Linked DNA regions of Rattus norvegicus: region 1 is linked to region 2. A link is a contact called in public Hi-C data. All regions are on one chromosome and are shown on one strand. Each heading gives the region's core, a stretch centred on a gene start, on an enhancer-like site or on the middle of the called end of the contact. The rest is flanking DNA. Distances are from core to core; before and after follow the strand shown. Region 1 holds the start of Egr3 (early growth response 3). Region 2 overlaps Pebp4 (phosphatidylethanolamine binding protein 4).

Region 1 (3,185 bases), core at 438-2,937, 81 kb after region 2:
CCACGCCGCCACTGAGGAGGGAATCCTCCCCCGCCAACCCGGTGTGATTTGGGGTCGCGCCTCCGTGCTCCCCCCCCCCTCTTCCCCCTCGCTCTCAGCCAGGCTGCGCGCTTCAGGAGCAGGCCTCAGGGAACACATCACCCACCCCCGGGATCCGCTGTTGAGGTGACAGCACCCTGGGTCGGCACAGGGGGCCGCCCTTGGCTGCAAGACACCCTCAGGCAGCAATGAGGACAACCCAGAGGGAGACAGAGAGAGTAAAGACTAAGGGAGACCGCCGTGGCGGCTAGAAACTGTGGGTTTCGCATCTTCCTGCTGTAACTCAGCCACAAGCCCTTCGCCGGCCGCAGTAGATAGCGACTGTGCCCCGGCCTGCTGGGCCCTCCTGCCATCCTGTGGCCAAAGGGGTTTGCTTTAGAACCGTTAGGGAATTTATCTGGTAATTAGTTGGTGCACGTGTTTTCTGTCCCCCTAAACTTCACTCTTTCCTAATCTCCACCAAAAACTCATGCCCTCGTCCCTAGAAGTGTGGAGCTTCTGCCCACTGCGAAACTAGCTAGTCGGCTACACATTACTCCGCCACTGCGTTCAACTGAGAGTCAGTGCAGGGTCAGGAGCCCCAAGGGAGGGGCCGGGTCTGTGGGCGGTGAATCGGAATGAAGTCGGCTCGAAAAGTTCTAGCTGTCCAAGACTAAGGAGCCTTGGGACATTGGAACCCCTTCTCCAAAGGGAAGTATTCCCTCTCTCCATGAGTCCAATCAAGATAGGATGCTGAATGAAGGGCAGGAGTTATATGCGGGAACCTGGGTTGAAGCGGTCATCTCCCCCTTTCCCAACAATTCCCAGACTGCTAAGGAACCTGTCCCTAGTGTACTGAACTCTTTTTCCTGCTGGAGTGCTGGAGGCCAATTGCAAACAACTCCACCCCTCCAGCCGCTAAATTCTGTCTCTAATGCAGCCCTCAAATAAAAACCTACAGGTTTAGTTACTGCGCATCGCGTGCTTTGCTTTCGGCTTCGTCCCTCTTTTCTTTTCTCCTCTCGCTTTCCTTCTTTCTAATCTTCTAATTGACTTTTTTTTTTTCATAAAGAACGGCGAGCGGTGCGGGCGCTGCACGTTGGCTGCGGCCCGCTTCCTGCTTTCTAATGTTCCATTGTGAGGAGCTTCCATTGTGACGTCGCGCCCCTTCGGCTGGGCTTTGTCTGTCCATATATGGGCAGCTACGTCACGGAGCTTTCCCGGGGCTCAGATAAATAGACTGGTGGAGTTCCCTGGCTGGGAGCTTTTGGGCAGCAGTGAGCTAGCTAGGAAGCAGCGGGGCTGGTTGGTGGTGGTGGCAGCAGCGGCAGCAGCAGCAGCAGCAGAGGAGGTGGCGGCGGCAGCGGCGGCGGCGGCGGCGGCTGTGGCAGATCGGGGGGGCGGGGGGGTCGGCGGGCGCGTGTCTGTGAGATCAATACTGAAGCCGCGTCTGACCCCCTGGAGCCTAGATCCCCCCCAGCCCAGCCCCCATCCCACTCCCCGCACACGCCCCACCCCACCCCCACGACCCAGCGTCGCACGGCACCAGCTGAGGCACCCGAGAGGATTACCCTCTCTGCCCCTCTCCCACCCACCTCCCCAAAAAAGAATAGATCCCCTCCCCTGACCCACCCCTTCCCCTTTTCACTCCCCCCTCCCCCCGAACTTTCCCTCTCGCATGCTTTTCCCCTGCACCACGGATCGCCTCTCGGATGCCGCTAGCCTGGAAGCTGCGTTAGGAACAGGCGGCGGCGGTGGCGGCGGCGGCGGCGGTGGCGGCTGTAGCTCGGGAGTGCTATGACCGGCAAACTCGCCGAGAAGCTGCCGGTGACCATGAGCAGTTTGCTAAATCAATTGCCTGACAATCTGTACCCCGAGGAGATCCCCAGCGCGCTCAACCTCTTCTCCGGCAGCAGTGACTCGGTAGCCCATTACACTCAGATGGCTACAGGTAAGGGTGGCCGTGAGGCGGCGAGGCAGCGAGAAAGGAAAGGGGGAGGACGAGGAGGAGGGAGAGAGCTAGCGATGTATGCATAGATCGATGGATGCAGAAATGGATGGATGGAGAGACGGATGGAAAGATGGGGGGCGCGCTGGGAATTTTCTGGGGGGCGAGTTGCTTTTCCCACCCACTCCTCCCGCCCTCCGAGATCGGGAAGGCTTGGTTGGAGACGCCACGGTTGAGGCTTTGGTTCTCCCGGGTGGGGGCAGCCGCCGACCGGAGGGAGGTAGGTGCGAGCAGCTCTGGGGTTCTCCCTCCCCACGCAGGGGGCCGGATCGCTGGGCTGCGCTCTAGGCGTGGTACTGTAGCCCCCTTTCTCGGGAGGAGCCTAGCGTCTTTTTCACCCGCGCTCTCCCCCCTTACTCCCTCAGCCTCCCACCCGGGATGGAGCCATGTGCGGCGTGGAGTCCCCACGGTGGGAGAGGTACTGCGACGCTGCCTTTCCGGGGCGTTCAGCAAAGCCATTGGGGGTGTGGGTACGGCGGGGAGAGGGAGGGGGCTCACCCACGGGGCGGGGGAAAGGGTTTGCCACCGGGGGCGATCCTGGGACCCGGGAGCTTGGGAAGGTGGCCGCTCCCGCCGTGGAGACATCGGCCAGTTTTCCGCCGCTCTCCACTCTCCTTAGCTGGGTTTAGGCTTTTCTCCTCCAGCCCGAGCAGAAAGCTCCTTCAGGCCGGGAGGAGACTAGGGCCGGGAGAGGCTCCCTTTACGGGCGGCACCCTTCTGCGCTCCGAGGACAAAAGCGTCGAAGCTCTTTGGGTCGGCCACCCGGGCTCAGCGCGCGTAGGGGGACATCTCTTGGGGCATGAAGGCGCGGCGTCTTGGAGTAGACAGGGCCCGGGGAAGAGGTCGAGTTGTGTGTGCTGGAGAGCAAGAGCCGGGCGCGCTCCGGGTCTGAAACTACCTGTAGCTGCAGCTACCTGTCCGCCCCACCTCGGGAAGAACAACAATGCTCTCTCGCGCGCGTGCGTGTATGTGTGTGGTACGTGAGTGTGTGCGCGGCGTGTGCGGTGTGTGTGCCGGAGCCACTCCACACCCCGATCCGTAGTATTTTGCTGTATCCAGGTTGCGCCAGGGAGCGCGGCACCGCCCGCTTTGCGCCGGGTTCAGCGTTCCTCTTACCCCACGCGCTGCGCACTCCAGCCGGCCGCACCCTCTACTCCTG
Region 2 (3,635 bases), core at 340-2,839:
TTTCCTTCCTATGATACCCTGGAGCATTGCTGCTTCTGAAACTGGGCCAATCTCTAGAGAACCTTCTAGAGAATTAGCATTCCTAGTAGGAAACTAGTGGTGGCTTCTCCTTAGAGCAGTGGTTCTCAACCTTTGGGAATTCAATAACCCTCTCACAGGGGTCGCCTAAGACCATCAGAAAACACAGATGCTTACATTACAATTCAAATCAACAAAATGATTTATGGTTTGGGGTCACCACAACATGAGGGACTATTAAGGAGGTCACAGCATTACAATGATTGAACCATGGTCCTAGAGAAATACACATTCAAACATACTCAAAGGTGTAGAATTTTCTAATTCTTGCTCATCTGCCAACCTTTTGAAATCTGTTCACAGTTGGTTCATATGAATTCTCAATACCTTTCCCCTAATTAACATCCCTCTGAGAGTGAGTGAGACTTTCCACATGTGGTCCACAGGCCCTGTGTGAAGACGGCTGTTTTCGAGCACTCTCTGATGGATAACTTGGACAGTTTCACACTGCTAGAGGGTGAGGTCTAGATCTAATAGTTTTTAAGGATGTAGACAACACTTAGCACAGAGTAGGCATTCCCCAAATGTGTGCTTGTGTGCTGAATGAAGGAGCAAAAAAAAGGATTCTATGCATTCTGCAATACCTACTACTTTGTTGCATAGTTGGTACAACTGCCCTTGATTCATAACCCCAAGCGCCTTGTGTCAATCATTACAGCATTAAAGGGGTCCATGAGATGGCTCAGTGGGTAAAAGTGTTTGTCAATATACCCAGTGAACAAAGATTGGGACCCAGGTGATAGGAAAGAACCAACTCCCACACGTTGTCCTCTGACCCCGACATGTAACATGCATGAGCTTGCAGGTACACACACACACACACACACACAGCAAGAGACAGCAGTGGAGACAGAGAGATAGTGCCTCTCTGTCTCACCTTTTATAAGGAAGTGGGGGAGGCACACAAGTTCAGGCCTTCTGAATTCTCTGTCCTGTGTTTCTTACCTCAAGAGAGACCTACTGCCACCCTAAGTACCTCAAATCTAATTTTCCCAAGCCACTGTGCACTGTTGTATAACCAAGACTGCCACAAACAGTTTCAAGAGACCCATAGAGTAGGAAGGAAGTAGACCACACTCCACATCCTTCCCCTATACCGAGAGGAAAGGAACCAAGATGCCAGGCCCTTCACCTAGATATAGCAGCAGAATGGCCTCTACAGTCCTCAAGTGCCCTGGGTGGGCCTTGCTGAGAAAATCCCAGCTTTGTCGCTTCACTGGGATTCTTGGCTTGCTTTCTCTCCCCAAGAGAAGGATGAGAGCCAACCAAATCCAAAGGCCCATATGGGCATCTCCAGACATGGGCTAGGGGCTGGGGGCCTAAGCCAGAGGGTCCAGAATGAGGTCCGAGGTTGGGTATCAGAGTTTGTCTCCCCAGATGTCTCTGGCAGCTGGGCCACCTGACATGCCAACTGAGGCAGGAGTGGCTGTGTGGGCGGCCTGGGTACAGGGGGAGGGAACTCCTACCCCCGCCCAGGCCTTGGAGCATTTGAAAGGCAAATGTGCTGGGTTGCCTAGGGAACAGGAGAAAAGGGACTTCCCTAGCACCGGTGACTAGTAAGGGATGGAGACGGGGAGCTGTGATGCTGAGAAAATTGTTTCCAAAAAAAAGTAAAAAAGCAGTGACTAAGCAGGCCTGGTTATGTAAAGCGATCCCTGAGGAAGTGTGGGGAAAAGCCTGGGACCCACCCCCGTGTCCCTCCTCCCCACTCCCAGCCCCGTGCCTGGGAGTTTCCACCAGCCCCAGCCCCCTCCTATTCTCCCGGAACTCCCAACTCCTCCACAGGACTGACAAGAGAGGCCGCCTACCTGCCAGGGCAACATGTCGTTGTTGTGGTGGGCTAGGCAAAGAACAGAAGAGGGATTGTCACACCCCTCCCCTGTGTGTCCCCCTCCCCCAAGTGATAGTTCAGGGAACACCATTCCACACAGCACCCAAGATCAGGCCAACAGGAACAAGGGGTATTTAGTTACCATTCCAGGGTCAAGGGCTGTCCGCTCAGAAGACAGAAATACAGATTTGAACCCCAGCAAATCTGCTTGCTAACTGTGAGGCTTTGCGTGGGCGGGGGGGGAGGGGCTAGTTCTCAGAAACGGTCTGTTCCTTTACCTGGGGATATAGGTAGATGACCACCCCATGCGGCTTTTAGGGCAGCTCACTAAGAGGTCTTTAGGTCAGCATGCCATAAGAGGGGTGCTTGCTCCACGCCAGTGTCAGAATCACAGGGAGTGTGAATCGTGCTTGGAACCTGAGAGGTGTACTTGACACTTTAGCATCCATTCTTGTTTTTCTAGCTGAAGGTTCCCAACCACTGAGTAGACATACAGCGGGGTAGACCCTTGCCTTCAGGCCCAGTCATACCCACCCCTGAGGAGCTGCCTCACTTCTCAAAGGGATCCTCTCAAGAGGAGACTTGTGAGACCTTAAAAGGCTGGTTGAATGTTGGTAGGACCCCCAAAACCCTCACCTAGGGTTCGACAGGATCACAAGTACCCCTGTTCCCCATTCTATATATTTTGACATCTTATGAAGTCAGACTTCTCAGGACAAGAAGATTTTTGTTTAAGATTTATTTTATTTTTAATCATGTGTATGTGGGGGGCGGGGGCGGGGGGAATCTGTCTCTATGAATGCAGATGTCCCAGGATGCTGGAGCTATCAGATCCTTGGTCCTAGAGTTACTGCCAGTTTGTAAGCTGTCTGATGTAGGTGCTGGAAATCAAACTCTGGTCCTCTGGAAGAGCCTGGAGCCATCTCCCTGGCCTTGGTACACACACACACACACACACACACACACACACACAGAGAGAGAGAGACAGACAGACAGACAGACAGACAGACAGACAGACAGACACAGACACAGACACAGAGAGAGACAGAGAGCGCTGTAACTCTAGGACCAAGAGATCCAATAACTCTACCATCCGGGGACATCTAGCCCTGTGCAGTGCCCAGCAGAGTTCTGTAAGAGCTCATCTTATATGTGTCTCCTGTGGGCTAGTTTAAGCTTTGGTCCCTCTCATGTGCCATCCTTAGGGAGGGGAAGTAACTAGCAACTTTTCATTTCAAGGGACAAGTGCAGGAAGGAAATTATCAGGAAGGTTTGGAGAGCTACCACCTCCCATTTTCTGAGTCCTCTGCTGCTTTTTAAAGTTCTGATCTCTGTACTTTTCTTGGATCCACAGGGTGCCCTGGGATGAAGGGACTGTCCCAGCTGACCTGAACTCTTAGCAGAGACTAAGGTTGAGCTGGCTTTACAGAGCCTCAGCCCCTCTGGCTGCCCTGACACTGTGTCCTCCCCTAAGGGCAGATCTCTCTTTACTCTGCTCTAGATGAGGGTTCAAACCCAGCCTCTCCCAGGCCTACACCACAGTTCAGTTTTCTTTCGGGCCCCTCAGTACCTCTTACATCACTTTGGAGCTTCAAGTACAGGCTGAATCTCTTTTCTTGGAAACTTGGCTTTCTTGGCCCTCTGTGGTGTGAAGCCCAGGCCTGGGAATGTAGCCCACTTCATCCACAGATATTTAAGTAGAGTGGATAGACATTCCCGTAGAGAC

The links. A called contact is a pair of places that touch in the nucleus more often than the background predicts.
Region 1: a Hi-C map of prefrontal cortex shows a contact between it and region 2, with 1.9 times the contacts expected there. The contact joins the promoter of Egr3 here to the enhancer-like site in region 2. A contact is called at or near these places in 3 of 12 Hi-C or Micro-C datasets (frontal cortex, hepatocytes and prefrontal cortex).

Annotation. Positions count from the first base shown.
Region 1 is chr15:51,558,795-51,561,979 of GRCr8, forward strand. It overlaps Egr3 (early growth response 3), which reads left to right and starts at 1,688. Exons shown (of 2, transcript NM_017086.2): 1 at 1,688-1,969. The coding sequence starts at 1,816.
Region 2 is chr15:51,478,367-51,482,001 of GRCr8, forward strand. The region is part of intron 3 of Pebp4 (phosphatidylethanolamine binding protein 4); the gene reads left to right. Among named protein-coding and RNA genes, the nearest start is that of Egr3, 80 kb to the right of the region's middle. Within about 2 kb of position 1,590, at least 37 of the 93 cell types and tissues checked have an H3K27ac peak or open chromatin away from gene starts, as enhancers often do. A contact at or near this core is called in prefrontal cortex, where this site is marked.